Regions from separate parts of the Mus musculus genome. Here regions 2, 3 and 4 are each linked to region 1. A link is a contact called in public Hi-C and HiChIP or PLAC-seq data. All regions are on one chromosome and are shown on one strand. The core of a region is the stretch at or near the end of the contact, and the rest is flanking DNA. Distances in the headings are between cores, read along the strand shown.

What was found. A called contact is a pair of places that touch in the nucleus more often than the background predicts. HiChIP or PLAC-seq counts read pairs in DNA pulled down with a chosen protein or histone mark.
Region 2: a contact with region 1 is called in a FOXA1 HiChIP or PLAC-seq map of pancreatic cancer cells. The contact joins two enhancer-like sites. A contact is called at or near these places in 6 of 39 promoter capture datasets (cranial neural crest, frontonasal cranial neural crest, liver and 3 more), 8 of 484 Hi-C or Micro-C datasets (the AtT-20 cell line, the N1E-115 cell line, Sertoli cells and 5 more), 15 of 115 datasets of contacts at active chromatin or transcription factors (cardiomyocytes, craniofacial prominence, differentiating embryonic stem cells and 9 more) and 1 of 9 other capture datasets (embryonic stem cells).
Region 3: an HNF4G HiChIP or PLAC-seq map of pancreatic cancer cells shows a contact between it and region 1. The contact joins two enhancer-like sites. A contact is called at or near these places in 1 of 15 datasets of contacts at CTCF or cohesin (embryonic stem cells), 5 of 484 Hi-C or Micro-C datasets (the AML12 cell line, nephron progenitors, peritoneal macrophages and 1 more), 5 of 115 datasets of contacts at active chromatin or transcription factors (the NIH/3T3 cell line, a beta-TC-6 cell line, large pre-B cells and 2 more) and 1 of 9 other capture datasets (embryonic stem cells).
Region 4: a Hi-C map of the C2C12 cell line shows a contact between it and region 1, with 4 times the contacts expected there. The contact joins two enhancer-like sites. A contact is called at or near these places in 1 of 15 datasets of contacts at CTCF or cohesin (stem cell-derived epiblast-like cells), 18 of 484 Hi-C or Micro-C datasets (the C2C12 cell line, the N1E-115 cell line, Sertoli cells and 12 more), 6 of 115 datasets of contacts at active chromatin or transcription factors (the NIH/3T3 cell line, SST interneurons, embryonic basal ganglia and 3 more) and 1 of 9 other capture datasets (embryonic stem cells).

What each region holds. Positions count from the first base shown.
Region 1 is chr13:97,937,543-97,941,119 of GRCm38.p6, forward strand. Arhgef28 (Rho guanine nucleotide exchange factor (GEF) 28) reads right to left here. Exons shown (of 36, transcript NM_012026.2): 31 at 1,918-2,018. Among named protein-coding and RNA genes, the nearest start is that of Gm34388, 45 kb to the left of the region's middle. Within about 2 kb of position 1,614, at least 61 of the 459 cell types and tissues checked have an H3K27ac peak or open chromatin away from gene starts, as enhancers often do. A contact at or near this core is called in the C2C12 cell line and pancreatic cancer cells, where this site is marked.
Region 2 is chr13:97,293,290-97,296,866 of GRCm38.p6, forward strand. Gm33390 (a long non-coding RNA gene) reads right to left here. Exons shown (of 3, transcript XR_382781.1): 2 at 637-868; 3 at 425-451. Among named protein-coding and RNA genes, the nearest start is that of Gm33390, 4.1 kb to the right of the region's middle. Within about 2 kb of position 2,017, at least 46 of the 459 cell types and tissues checked have an H3K27ac peak or open chromatin away from gene starts, as enhancers often do. A contact at or near this core is called in pancreatic cancer cells, where this site is marked.
Region 3 is chr13:97,355,933-97,359,509 of GRCm38.p6, forward strand. No RefSeq gene overlaps it. Among named protein-coding and RNA genes, the nearest start is that of Gm33447, 18 kb to the right of the region's middle. Within about 2 kb of position 1,684, at least 15 of the 459 cell types and tissues checked have an H3K27ac peak or open chromatin away from gene starts, as enhancers often do. A contact at or near this core is called in pancreatic cancer cells, where this site is marked.
Region 4 is chr13:97,388,833-97,392,409 of GRCm38.p6, forward strand. No RefSeq gene overlaps it. Among named protein-coding and RNA genes, the nearest start is that of Gm33447, 14 kb to the left of the region's middle. Within about 2 kb of position 1,744, at least 96 of the 459 cell types and tissues checked have an H3K27ac peak or open chromatin away from gene starts, as enhancers often do. A contact at or near this core is called in the C2C12 cell line and pancreatic cancer cells, where this site is marked.

The DNA of each region.
Region 1 (3,577 bases), core at 364-2,863:
ATGAGTATAAGTTACACTTGCTCGCATTCTCTTTAATAAGTAGCCATGAATGCTACAAACTCCACATTTTGTGAACTAGGAAACCATTCATTTCCCTAGCCTCTAAGAGCCTACAGCCTCCTGGATGATGCTTGCTTCTGTCTGAGCACACGTCATGTTCAGCCCTAAACAAAGTCAACCATGTTGCTTCAAGGAGGCTGGGAGCTTAAGCTGCTGGTGAGCGAGCCCCATTTCCTTTGCCTTCATACTGTCACTACAGACTTTGTTGCTAATCAGTCCATTAACAGGGAAGGGACAAAGGTAGAATAGAGAGAAGCATGTCGGTACTTTAGAACTCTGCCCAAATGTACGGAATATACTCTGGTTTGGTGGTTAAGTTCTTGCGTTTCCTATGAGCCCTTCTTGGCCCATCCACTGCTTTAGTGGAAAAACAAAAAACAAAAACAAAAAACCATGATATTTCCAAATTTTATATTCTACCAAGAAGCAAACATGTAGAAATGGGTTGGATTGTGCGACATTTGGTTACTGCTCGAACCTCTGGGTTTGGGAAGACAGAAGAAAGTGTACATTGTCTTTTTAATGGACTTCATGCGCCACCTGGTGGTGGTACTGTATAACTACAGTTGATCCATGCGAGGAGAATTTCTACCCTTGGGTATTGTTTTTAATTCTTTCAGAATTTTGTTTTAATCTAATCTTTTAAAGGACGCTGACGCCAAGACATCACTATATACTTGCTTTATCTGTTTATTTCCATTCTCAAAAGGCCCCATCAAGTGTCAGAGTTTCCAGAGGTTAAAACCTGAACTCACTTCTCCACCTGTAACTGAGTCAGGAGTCAGAGTCAAGCCATTTTCTGTGCAGAACTAGGCTGCATCGACCAATTATCTTTCTTCCCAAACAACCTAGGAGCGATTGTAAGCTACTGGCTTCACGCTTCAAAGTGAAGATCACACGGAGAAGCGCAGACAAGCTAAGGCAAACTAGCTCAAAGCTTACAATCAGAGTAAGTAGAGTAAAATTCTGTATTCATAAATTAACTTGGGCCTCTGAGCTTTGCAAATGAATACTAAGTCAGAGCTGACTTTTCTGTGAAGTTCTGAGAGCCAGACTGGTTCTGTCCTATGCCACGTATCTGGAAAACATGTAACAGTAAGATGTTGCATCTGTAACATGTCGTAGTCCCACACTGGTGCGCATTAATACTTGGTAATGGAGCTAAATCAATGCTAGACAAAGTAAAAACCCTTGACCTGACTCCCCACCTCCCAGGAGCACCGAGCTCTTCCTCCCCTCTTATGAAATCACACACGTCAAGCTAATAGGAAGCTGTATGCATATAATTTCTACACAGAGAGGTCCAGCCTACATATATTAGGAATCAGAGAACATCGTAGCACGGGCAAAGGGTGGTTACGTGGATTCCAAGTCTGCGAGAGGAAGGTGGGATACAGGTGAAGAGCAGAGGATCACAGTAGAGAACAGAAGCAAGACGTCCCAAAGTGGAAATCAGTTCAGCTCACGGGCGCCATCTGGTGGTGAAGCGTCCCAGTGTCGGGTCACCTCTCAAACAGGGAGTTGCCAGAAGCAGTGAGAAAAGCAAAGGTTTGCAATGCAGAGAGTAGGCCGGAAGTCAGAGAGTGCAGACACACATATACACAGGAGGGTTGTCAAGCTTTTCGTTTTGGTTTTTAATAACGTCTCAGTTGATTTTCTTTTTAACATGATATATAAAAACCACGAACATTTAAAGAAGAAATAGTTTAGAAAGTTTCAATATAGATATTTAAATAAATCAGAAACAATTCAGAAAAAGGTATTTTCAATCCACTCATTGCCAGAGAGCTGAATCTACTTTGTATACAAAAGCAATAGGTTCTGGTTACTAGCAAGTTGGTTAACAATTAACAATACCTTCTCCCCTGCATCAGAGACTGCCAAGTCGGTTACCACACCCTGGAGCCCGGGATCCACATCCCAACAGCCTCTTCCTTCTGTCCCTTCTGTGACTAATGCTGGAAGCACGCCATTGAGACAGAAACAAAAAGGACAACATCAAACGTCAGCCGGCCAATTACATTCTTCTGCCCACAACTGAAGCACACTTCAAAAAAAGGAGTCATCACGAGATAATACATACTGAATGAACCTACAGGGGGCGCTAGAGATCGCAAGGAAGCCCGCAGTCCCTGCTCTCCCGGAGCTTACAGGCTAAGAGACACCAAGCAGCATCCTTTGCCACCTGCCATTTTAACTGCGCTTCTTTCTTGGGCTCATGTGTCCATGGGCTGTTTGTGGTACCGAGTCTACATCTCGCTTTCATTTAATAGGACAAAGCTGCCTGGGAAAGAAGTAATTTAAAACAGGTGCCCAGTGGAATTACAGCAAGGTCTCTTGGCAGACCCAGGTCCATAAAAGGCTCCCTCGAGGCCAGTACAAGAGCAGCAGCTGATGGACAAGGTTTAGAACGCAGGTCCAGAGGGCACTGATCTAAGAAGGCTGGAGGCAGCTAACACTTTATGGTCTCAGAGTCATAAAAACTGAGAGCCTGCCTCAGTTTCTCCTCATTTCCAGCTTTGCTCACACTTCCCACTTAAGCTTTAACACTGTAAATACATTTGACCTAGGAAAACACATCCAGAGATGTTAAGTACCAAATACAAATTTACCTTTACCGGTGAAACCTCGGTCGGCAGGATTTCATCATTGCTTTATGGATTTCAGTTAAAACTTAGGCTATGTTCACCTTTTCCTGACTTAAACCAGGCTTCTCAAGGCTGCTCCACCCCACCCCACCCCCAACTTCATTGGAGCAATATCTGACCAGGATCCTGACCAAAATACTCATTTTGTGATGTTTATAAACTTCTTTTAAAAATATGGTATCATCACGCATCTTTATTTCTAACAAGGGGCTGCCCCTTTCTCTTTGTTTAAATTTTAAAAATCACATGTATCACCATTAGGAAACAGCAGCTGCCCAGGATTCCAGAAAGCCTCTTCTAAGCCAGAGTTTTCTGTGAGTGGGAACCACTTCGAATGAACCCAGTGAAAAGCCAAGGTCACCCGGTGCAAGCGAGCACTTCTTAGGCAAGGATGTTGGAGGGACAATTTATAGCAACTTTTCCTAACGCCTAAAGAGACAGTCAAGCCATCTCCAAACCAGGAGCCAGTCTGTTCCTCTTGCCCACTTCCTCACATTAACAGTTAAACGTTGGAGGAAGCTAAGATGGGGCCGAGCAGAGGTAGAAGGGGAGTTTCCAGAAGTTTCTGCACCCTCAGGCATAGCTTCAGGGTGGGCAACAGGGTCTCCACTGGACTGACCATTCTGGACAGTAGAGTATAATAGTCTCCTTTGGTAAGTGTACTCATGAGCTTGTAACCTCAGACCGACAGGGGCTCGCTTCACAAAGGCCCTCCCTGAAGCCCACTGCAAAGCTACTCTGGTCCTTCTTTGAGGGATCCTCTTCTGCCCTTAACAACTGTATAAAGAGACCAAACTCTCAGAGCACCGTAATCCAAGCCAAGCCAAAAAGGATGGCTTCTGGCATACAGGTTCACCCCATGCCTGATC
Region 2 (3,577 bases), core at 767-3,266, 640 kb before region 1:
TTAGATAGGGCTTTTATGTAAACCAAAGAAATGTTAGGTATATTGGGAGATCTGAAGAGGATCTGGAGGTGGGGGGAATAGAACTAATGTATTATTTTAAATGGGAACAAACTTGTGTGTCATAATCTGACTGGTCGCTGAGTTCGGCGGGAAGTGGCCAAGTGACACTGAAATACATTGAAATAGGGACACATGCATAGTAACAGAAACAGAAGCAGGTTGTATCTCAGTCTCCTACAGGAGTCAGAATCCAGATGGAGACCAGCTATGACATCTACAGATTCACCTTGATGTCTCCATGTTGGAGGCTAGAAAGCATCTTCTGGGGCTGGAGAGATGGCTCAGTGGTTAAGAGCACTGACTGCTCTTCCAGGCCCTGAGTTCAATTCCCAGCAACCACATGGTGACTTACAACCATCTGTAATGGGGTCCGATGCCTTCTCTGGTGTGTCTGAAGATATAAATGAAATAACATAAGTCTTTTAAAAAATGAGAAAGCTTCATCTGTTTTAGTGTCCTGAATACAATCATGCCTGAATCACAAGGTTTCAGCCAGAGAGTTAAGTCACAGCTTACTAGTGGTTTCTGGGAAATGCTTCTCTTCTGGTAAATTGGAAGAGTTATTGTCAGACTCACTTCCTTCTTGACTCAAGGAGAAAGATTTTGTGTAGATGGGATGTCCTTTGACTGTCAAGGGCAAGGTTATAAAAACTGCAGACACCAGGCCCAGAACTGAAGTCAGTGCTGTCTTGTTCTAGATTTCTTCTTTGTTAATTTAGCCACGGTCCTGATTACTGGTGGCCAAGAGAAGTGCTGACAGTCCCTGCCGATTCGGGCTCTTAATTGACAGATTCAATCAACCATGGATCTGAAATAAGCAGCAGAAAATGAGAGGCTAGGTTTGATGTGCACAAGCTTTTTTTCTTGACACTATGCCCCAAACAGAATAATATAATAACTATTGACGTTGCACTTAGACCTATATCAGGCATTATAAGTCACCTGGAGGTGAAAATACTCCAGATGTAAGTAGATTATATGCAATGTATGTATGTATATACACAGGTTATATTCAATGACTATACCACTCTGCACAAGGGACCTGAACACCTGCAGCTTTTGGAACCAGCTCCTCATGGACACCATTGGAATGCTGTACTCAGGCGGGCCTTGAGAGGGACCTGGGGTCTCATAGCCTTGTGAACTCTGCTTCTGTAATCATAGCATCTGGGTTCTCCATGGGTTGGGTTCTCCATGAAGGTCTGGAAGATGCTGTTGTGTCTTAGCACATGCGGCTTGGTGTGGTATTCACTGAGTGAACAAACCAAAGATTCAAGAAGGATGAAAGATTCCTTAGTGCTTCCACCAGGGAAGTGGTCCATCAAGAATGTCCCCTTTCAGCAATTCCATGCTATAACAGCAAAGGAAAAGCTGACGTTTCCTTTTTTGAGGCTGTGACGCACCTCTCACAGATCCATTCTTTGTTGTTGTTGTTGTTTGTTTTTTGTTTTTTCAAGACAAGGTTTCTCTGTATAGCCCTGGCTGCCCTGGAACTCACTCTGTAGACTAGGCTGGCCTCGAACTCAGAAATCTGCCTGCCTCTGCCTCCCAAATGCTGGAATTAAAGGCGTGGGCCAACACTGCCCGGCTCATGGTCCTGTTCTTACACACATTTCTTCGGCTACTTCTCTCTTCCTGCTTCTTGAGTTTTGGTGAACCAGTTGATTTGTTTATTTATCACTATTGTCGGCTGACCAAGGATGCCAACTCATGCCCCACCAGCTCCTCCCACCTGTCCGTTTTCCCTGAGAACTCTGCCTCAGCAGCAGAAGTCTCACTTTTACACAATACTAGCCTAAAGGTCTGACGTAAGCTAAAGAGGGCATATGCAAATTTAGAGTGTCTGACATTTCACCTGTGAAAGAGAATCTCCCGGTGACAAGGAAGAGAGGATCCCTGAGAGCGGACGGAGGCCATTGCTCTATTTCCTGATTCAAAACTGGAGAGGAGAGCACAAAGGAAAAGCCTACAGAACATCTGTTCTTTTCCTGTTCTTTTGTTTGGGGGGAGGCCAGAGAAGGGGAAGAATCAGGGAGGGAGGGAAAAAGGAAGGGGGAGAGGGAGGGGGGGAGGGAGAGGTATTTTTCCATTGACCCAGTAAACAAAATAGAAAATGAGGCCGCAAAAACCTGACCACTCATTTTGGAGTTTCCCTAAGAGGTGTCTTGCTCAAGGACAAAGAGTCTCTCCTAGGAGGCGTTTCCCCTTTGCCCTGGAAACGGTCCAAAGGCAGAGCCAAGTCTAGCAGGTCAAAGGTCTGCTATCTACAAGACTTCCTTGGGGTTTTGGACTCTTGGCAGAAAGCAGCAGATTTCCTCTTTGGTGGGAAGTCCTCCAGCAGTGAGCAGGTTGGGGGAGGGAGGGACGGCAAGGGACAGCCCTTCCCACCACTCCAATTCAGCATTTAAATTGGAAAGGACTGCTGTCTCTGGGTTCCTGGGAAGGTACAGTGTGCTGCCTTCCTTTGGCCCTGACCGGTGTGCCCAGTGGGTGCTGAAGGCAACTGGGGAAGAATGGAAGAGCCTAGGAGTGAAATGGCCAGGAAAATGTGGGCAAAGGGCATCTTGGTGTTTCCTAAGGCCGTAGACAAGTTCTCTTTCTGTAGTGATGGGGCTGCATACACTGCTCAGTGGTTACTTACCGCGGATGCACCGCCCCTCTCTAACGGGTTCGTGCTTCCAGAGATCGTGATAGTGTTCACTCGTGCTCTGGAAATGACTGGTAGAGCCGCACCTGCATTTCCAAGAGCCTCACGAATTACCCGCTTCATTCATATAGAAAGCTGCTTACTTCTTCCTCTCTCCCTCTCCCTCTCCCTCTCCCTCTCCTCTCCCTCTCCCTCTCTCCCCCTCCCCCTCCCTCCCTCCCTCCCTCCCCCTCTCTCTCTCTTTCTTTCTTTCCTCCAGAGGGGTCCATTTGCTTGGGAGACCCTCCAGAGGGTAGAGGGAGAGACTTGCCCCTCCCTGTTCATTAGGCAAAGAAGGAAAGCAGGTGTTTGAAGAAAAACAAATGAAGAGTGGGGTGCAGAGCAATGTGAAACAACATGGCGGTCTGATGAGCTTTCCAGAAGCCAACGTGATGCCGGAACGTGATGCAAGAAAGGAAAGGGCAATCCGTGGAAGGCTGATAAGCTGAACTAAGGAATGTGAGTTCGCTCCTTGAAGCAGGAGCATCAGGGAGCATACAGGAAGGTGTTTAAGTTAGGAAGCCGCCTGACCTAATTTGAAAGGCTGCTCTGGGCTGGTGAGATGGCTCAGCGGCTAAGAGCACTGACTGCTCTTCTGAAGGTCCTGAGTTCAAATCCCAGCAACCACATGGTGGCTCACAACTACCCGTAATGAGATCTGACTCCCTCTTCTGGTGTGTCTGAAGTCAGCTACAGTGAACTTATGTATAATAATAAATAAATCTTAAAGAAAAAAAAAGTTGAAAGGCTGCTCTGGTGTCTAGTTGGGGGGGGGGGGGGCGTCGCTGAAGCAAACGGACAGAAGCCTGAGTGAAGGAGAGGGGAGATACG
Region 3 (3,577 bases), core at 434-2,933, 580 kb before region 1:
CCTTCCCTGTGTTCAGCAATCTTTTCAGCTATTTCTTTTCATCTTTGTGTGAGGGAGGAATGTTGGCCCCACCTCTTTGTGTGATGGAAGCTTGGAGAGGCTGATAAATTGCAGCTGCCACCAGATTCCAAGCCACGAGAGCTTGTGGTCTTTGCTCCGAACTTAAAATGCCCAGTACTACCGTCACTCATGTGCCTGGTGAATGTAACTACTGCAGGTCCTTACCTTCCCTGTGTTCCTGTCAAGCTATGGCTAAGCTGAACCCTGCTCTTTCCCATCGTTAGAAGGTTGTTTACCAAATTATGTGGCTTACATGTGACTAAAGTGAAAACTCAGTATTCATCTCTCCAAAGGATTCCATGCCATGTCTGTCCCCAGGAGACAGTTGTCAGTGTTTGGGGCTGTATAATAGTCCCGTGTGGTAATTGATGTTCCTGGACTAAGGATGCTGAATATCACTTACTATCATGGTTCTATTCAAAAACCTAATCACAGTATCTATGTAGAACATGGTACTCCTGTAAAATGAACCTGCCTTCACAAAGACTTTGACAGTGTTTATAGTAAAAATTTTGACCCTGCATTGACTCTTGAGAAGGGCATTGGGATGGAGAGCCCTGTTACATTACTGTACACTGAGACACGATGGCAAAGCTCACATGGAAGTCTGACCCTGTGTAAATGTACCCTGCACAATGCGGCCCCTTTCTCTTAGCTTCGTTGTTCTTATTTACAGAACGGGAAGAATTGGTGGCTACCTTACAGGAACGTTGCACTATTTTAATGAGCTCATGCATGTAGAGTGTTCACAACAGTGACTCACACAGTTAATCCAATATTAAGATTAATTCTACCTACAACGTGATGCAATATTTAGAAGTATCAGAACCATTGTAGAGTGTTCTACAGTAGGGCCCGGAGAGCTGGCTCTGTTGGGAAAATGCTCACCTTCCAAGCACAAGGACTTAAGTTTGATTTTTGGAACCAGTGTTGTAGCATGTTATTGTAATCCCAATCCTGGAGAAGCAGAGAAAGACAGATCCCCGGGCCTCACTGGTGGGCCAGCCAAGCACAACGGGTGAGAGCCAGGCCAATAAGAGACACTGTCTCTCTCACAATGTCCATCTGCGGTAGGGAGGATTAAACGAAAACCAGATTCACGAACTCGGACATTTTTCTAGGTGTGAGTCATGCCTCTGGGTAGGGTTATTTATCTGCTCAGAGCCTGTCTACGGGACCTGGAATGACAGCAGTGTTCCTGGGAGGTCTACTTGTGTTTATCGTTTATGCTATGGTCAGGAATCAGAAGTAGCCAGGAAGCTCTGGAGTGATTCCATATTGCCTCCTTCAGTCTTTGATAATTATCATCATCATCACCATTATTATTATTATTATTATTATTATTACAGGGCTGGGATTGAACACAGCGCCTCATGCACATGAGGCAAGGGCTCTGCCACTGAGTTCCACCCCCAGGCGAGCTCCTTCACTCTTTGAGAGTGTTAGGGTGGTCCTTATAAATCCCTCAGCTGGACAGCTGCGTTTAGCAATGGGTGGTTGTGCTTCAAAGAGCCAGGTCATTTTAAAGGAATGTGAGAAGTTCATCTTTGGGGACAGAGATTAAACAGTGGGAAAGTAGGTAAGTGATGTGCTGCCCCACAAGGAGAGGCTATCTACGAGTTAACATTTCACTAGCTCCAGCAGAGAAGCTAATGACAGGGCTGCACCACACAGCTCTACTTAGAAGAGTCAGTGGTGAGTGGCAGAAATTAATTTATCATCAGTGCACAATCAGAGCCTCCCCACATGCCAGGATTTCCCCCCTCTCTTAGACAATTGCTTGCCTTTCTTGGTTGTCACTACATCTGAGAGTCGACGTAGCACACGCTGTATAAAAATAGGTCTGTGCTAAACATCACTCTGATGGTATTTTCATCTATAACTCAATCCACTGAAAGCCTAGTGTGTACTCAACACAGAGGTTTGCAGTTTCTCAAAGAGCAGTTCTCAGAATCACAAGTTGGTAATCAAAGATTTTTTTTTTTTTTTTCAAGATCCCACAAATAGAAAATCCCAAAGCCTGCATTGAAGGTATTTCTGCTATACACTGAGAGCTGAAGCTCATCTGGCTAACCAGGGGGAGCTGTCTCTAGAAGTGGGTGCTTCAGGGAATAAAGGCGTATGCAGCCCAAGATCCCCACCATGAGACATCGGTGGCAAGCATAAAAAGTGAAGAATCAGAATGGGCGGCCAGGGGCCTCTGTGGCAACCAGAGGAATGAGAGAATATGATCGCAGTGTTTATGAGGTGCCTCTTTGAGTTACTGATGTGCCCATAGTTAGGGCTTAGTTCTAATGCGTCTTAGTATGTGGTCAGACCAGGAGGGAAATCCAGGGATTTGCTTTTCCACAAATATTTATCAGTAGATGTTTCGGGATCTAAAATGGACAGTAGAGTAGGTGTGATTTACACAGGTGCTTGTCTTCGTGGGGGCGGGGAGACTGGATATCTCTTGAATAGAGTGGGCCGTGTTCCAGTTGCCCCTGGCTGGGATGCTGGCAACGTACTCTTGGGGGAAGAAGGCTCAGTGACAGAAGGACAGTTTATAGAGAGAGGGTGGTTAGAAAGAGCTGAATGTGTGAGGGTGGGAGGCAGCTCAGTGGGCTGTTTTAATCCCTGGCAACTCCCCTCTGCAGAGTTTCCATGGTAGAGTCTGGGGAATATTGCCCCAGCCTGGGGTCAAGAGGTTAAGTAGGAGCCTAGGCCTAGGCGTGGGCCTGTGGTCCAGCAGGAAGACCCTTGGTTTTTGTGACCAAAGAGGCTCAGAAAGCACTCAGGTTGAATTTATAGTAAAAGTACATGTACATGCCGGGAGGAACATGGCCATGATGGGGGTGAGGGTCGGGGAGGGGGTGGTGTGGGGGGTGTGCTAGTTAGGGTGGGAAGGGCTAGAAAGGAAATGGGTTCACTTTAAATTGCTGGGTCCAGATAACTGAATTACAAAGAACAGCATAGGTTAGTTTAGCTAACGACCTTGAACTCTGAGCTAGTCTTCCACAGCAACAACGACCACAACAAGCAAACACAGCAAACAACAACAACAACAACAAAAGGCTGCACTTGGTGTGACTAGTGAGGAGATGGAAAGGTCAAGCCTTAGGATGGGCAAGTGCTAGACTCAAGTGCTAGACTGAGCTTGTGTCCTCTGGGGGACATCCTTTCCTATTTCCCAAGTCGCCATAAGAGGGTGGGTCAGGAAGACAATGGCGAGAACCTGGTAGGTTCATAGATTAGAAACCGCTGCAGCCGGACAAGGGGGGAGATTTTCTTGAGGTGTGGCTTATGCTGCTGTAAATGAACCTGCTTTCTCAGTCCTAGGGGTAATGGTAAATGCCGTGATCCTATGACTTAAAAACAAAGAAATCTATTCTGCTTGTTTCCTGACCCTTCCTTTGACACTATTAGCGCAGGGTCCACCAGGGAGGTTTTATCCGGTTTTGTTGTTGTGGTGGTGGTGGTGGTTGTTGATAATGATGATGCTAACTTCATTTAGCAAGGGTTATTCTTCAAAATGCGT
Region 4 (3,577 bases), core at 494-2,993, 550 kb before region 1:
TTCTATATGTATCGTAATGTTTTCCTGAGTTTGCTGAAAAGATATGTAACAGTGCAGACTTTTTCCACTATGAGAAAAAAAATTGTTTTCCAGCTGCCTTGCATTTCTAGAAATGGAATCGAGCGTAACCACTGGCACCAAATAGTTAGCAGTCTGGCCCCGGGCAGACGGCAGAAGGTGTCTGAACTGCTCCCAGATTGCCGTGGCCAAAGGGCAGATACTAGAATGTGATATTTCTGTGCTCAGAGTAATTGGGCTTGTGGGGAATGCCAACATGGACAGTGCTCAGTGTCAGTCCCCATCCAGAATTCCCACGAACACCCCAATTCCCGCACCTTACCCTGGATTGCTGAGGTGGGGTGGTGTCCTTTTCCAAGAGCAGCCACAGCTTGCTTATCTGCTGTGTGGATAGCCCACTTCACAGCTCATTCACAGCAAACTTAAGGCCAAGCTGGGAGCTTTCCCTTCAGCCCTGTAGCCGCCCACCTCCATACGGCCAGGGAATGCTGAATCTTCAGTGCCAGCAAGCCAGCGTTTATGGAATGCCTGACATGCGGCTGACTTTTTATTAGGTCAAGTTTTCATACAAACCTGATGCTATGAGTGGCATCTTCTTATCTTCCAGATTAGGGAGCCAAGACAGTTGTCTTGGGCACACCCATCAGTCTGCAGTAAGATGCCATCCAGGCTAACCATAGCATTTGATAGTTTGAGTCTTAGAAACTTTCCTAGGCTGAGATGAAGCTGAAATGATTTTTTTTTCCAGGTTAGGTTGGCAAGTGTTAGGCTAGGCTCTTTTCATATTAGACAAGCTAACCATCATGTAATATTTGAAAGGAAGAGAACTAATTCTAATTCAGTTTAACATGTAATTCACAATTTTTATTTGTTTTTTTTCCCATCCATGGAATCCTGCCACCCTGACAATGCTTTTACAACTCTCCTTGTAGCACCTGACTCTCAATTTCATGCCCTTTAAAAATAATCTTAACATTTATATTAAAGACACTTACATTATTCACTTAAGTAGACCACAGCTTCTACGATAAATGTCTATGCATTTCTTTTTCTAAGTTATTATCTTAACTTTAAAATCCACCTTTAGTAAATATGCAGAATAATGGATATCTTTATATTAGTTTCACACTGGTGTATCAGCTGCATTTTGTTTATTCAATAAATTTCAAGATGGAAAACAGAAAAAGAAATAATTTGGGGGCTGGTGAGATGGCTCAGCGGGTAAGAGCACCCGACTGCTCTTCCGAAGGTCCGGAGTTCAAATCCCAGCAACCACATGGTGGCTCACAACCACCCGTAATGAGATCTGGCTTCCTCTTCTGGACTGTCGGAAGACAGCTACAGTGTACTTACATATAATAAATAAATAAATAAATTTTAAAAAAAAAAGATGTTTGGGTTTTTTTAAAAAAAAAAAAAAAAGAAAGAAATAATTTGGAACAAAGTTGGGTAAAGCATCTTTACTGCTAGGTGCTATTCTTATAGGATCGATTATAATGTAGCTAAGTAAATATTTGTACCTATTGCAAATATATATATTTCAGAATACTTTGCCAAAGGAAAGCAATTTCTGTGTATATTACAGAAGGCCCCTTTGTTACTATCTCTATTTAAATCCTATGATGTCATTCCTTGTCCTGCTGTGCATCATCGTTTCCATAGTAACAAGGCAGCAGTGGGAGGGGACAGCCATTGGCTTTTAGGATGGCGGGAATGCATGGAAAGTTCCACCTTCCCTAGCAATGTGCAGATTACTTCAGCGTGTGATAAACAACGCAGAAAGTGACACTGTTCCAGGAAGCAGCTTGTTTGGCTTTCGGAATGTGTCTACTTTCCTGACAGCTTTTCTTCATCTTGTGCTGTCTTTCTTGCCTGCCCTCCTCCCCCAAGACCAAAATAAAATCATTAAAAAACAAAACTCCTGCCTGACGTTCCATGTGACTCAGTGACAGCTGTAGGAGTTTGTGCTGCCAGAGATAGTCCTGGGCAGAGCGCTTGCACAGGCTTAACTGCAAAGTGAATTCGACGCTAGATCTAGTCAATGAGAGCTGTCGGGATGTGACTGAGGAGGGAGGCGTCTCTTTGGAATTGAAAGTCACCTCTCTCTCTCTCTCTCTCTCTCTCTCTCTCTCTCTCTCTCTGTGTGTGTGTGTTCACTTAGGCATTGTTAGAATATTGTAACATACTTAGATACTTGATGTTTTCCATAGATGATCTTAACTCTGAGAAATATGCCATCCTTTCTGGGACACCAAGAAAAGGTTTTCAGATATGCACTCCTACCTTTATGTATTTTCAAAATCAAGTTCTTTAAAAATTTTTATGATTTTATGTTATATGTATGGGCATTTTGCCTACTTCTGTATCTGTGCACCATGTGTGTGCCTAGTGCCTGCAGTAGCCGGAACAGCATTTTCTCTGGACCTGGACCTGCAGTAGGTGTGAGACCCCACATAGCTGCTGGGAATCCAAACCCGGGCCTCTGGAAAAGCACAGTGCTCTTTACTAATGAGTCGTCTCTACGGCCCTGAGCTAGTCATTAATTAAAAACCACTTTTTGTTAATCACTTAAGTATCTTGTACAATATATTGATCATGTTCACCCTCTTCCTCCCAGGTCATCTTCTCTACCCAGATAGCTCCATGTCCTGGTTTTGTTTTTAAAGAGGTATTCTTTTTGAGGTAGTCATTAGAATTAAAAGAACACTGTGGGTATATATATATATGTATATATATATATATATATATGTATATACATATATATATATGTGTGTGTGTATGTGTGTGTGTGTATTTTTTTTGAAAAGAGGAGAGCTGTGTTAAGTATTCATTCTTTGCACACTATGCACATAGTTAGCAATTGGAATAAATGCAAGTGCAGAAACTGTGTTCCTGTAAACCTGAGGAAATATCTGCCTCCCCTCACTTTGAGGCCACATGTGATTGCTCTTCCTAGCCAACCATTGATATTGTCATGGGCATTGTTCTTAGACATTTACCCTCTATGTTCAACTTTGTTGGTCAATGTCAGTAGATCACAGATCAACATTTCAACAGTGATGTGCACCTTCTATGCAGTATGCTGACTACTGAGACAAGAGCTTGGGGTGGGGGGAAGCAGGAGACTCTACAGTTTATCATGCAGCCCTCCCCTAAGCTATGTTAGTACCCTCCTTCCATGGAGGATCTTCAGGCCACCTTCCTCAGGTATCACACCCTGACGTGGGAATTCTTTTCATAAGGTCCGGAGCATCACTTCAGCGGTTCTCCTGCTTCTGATGTATTTACTAAAGCTCAGTGACCCACAGATCTCAAGTTTTCCAGACTCCTCCATAAGAGCAGCCCAGGTAAAAGTTCAGAGCCCCCAGATTCATTTCTGGAGGCAAGATATGACAACTTGAATTTTCAATAGGTTCTTCCATTAATACTGTTATTCCTAATAATCACTGCCTTTTAAATTCATTTATTTATTTATTTATTTATTTATTTATTTATTTATTTAAGATCCTGTCTTACTACATCATCCTTGCTGGTTTGAAATTCATCATGTAGGCAGCTT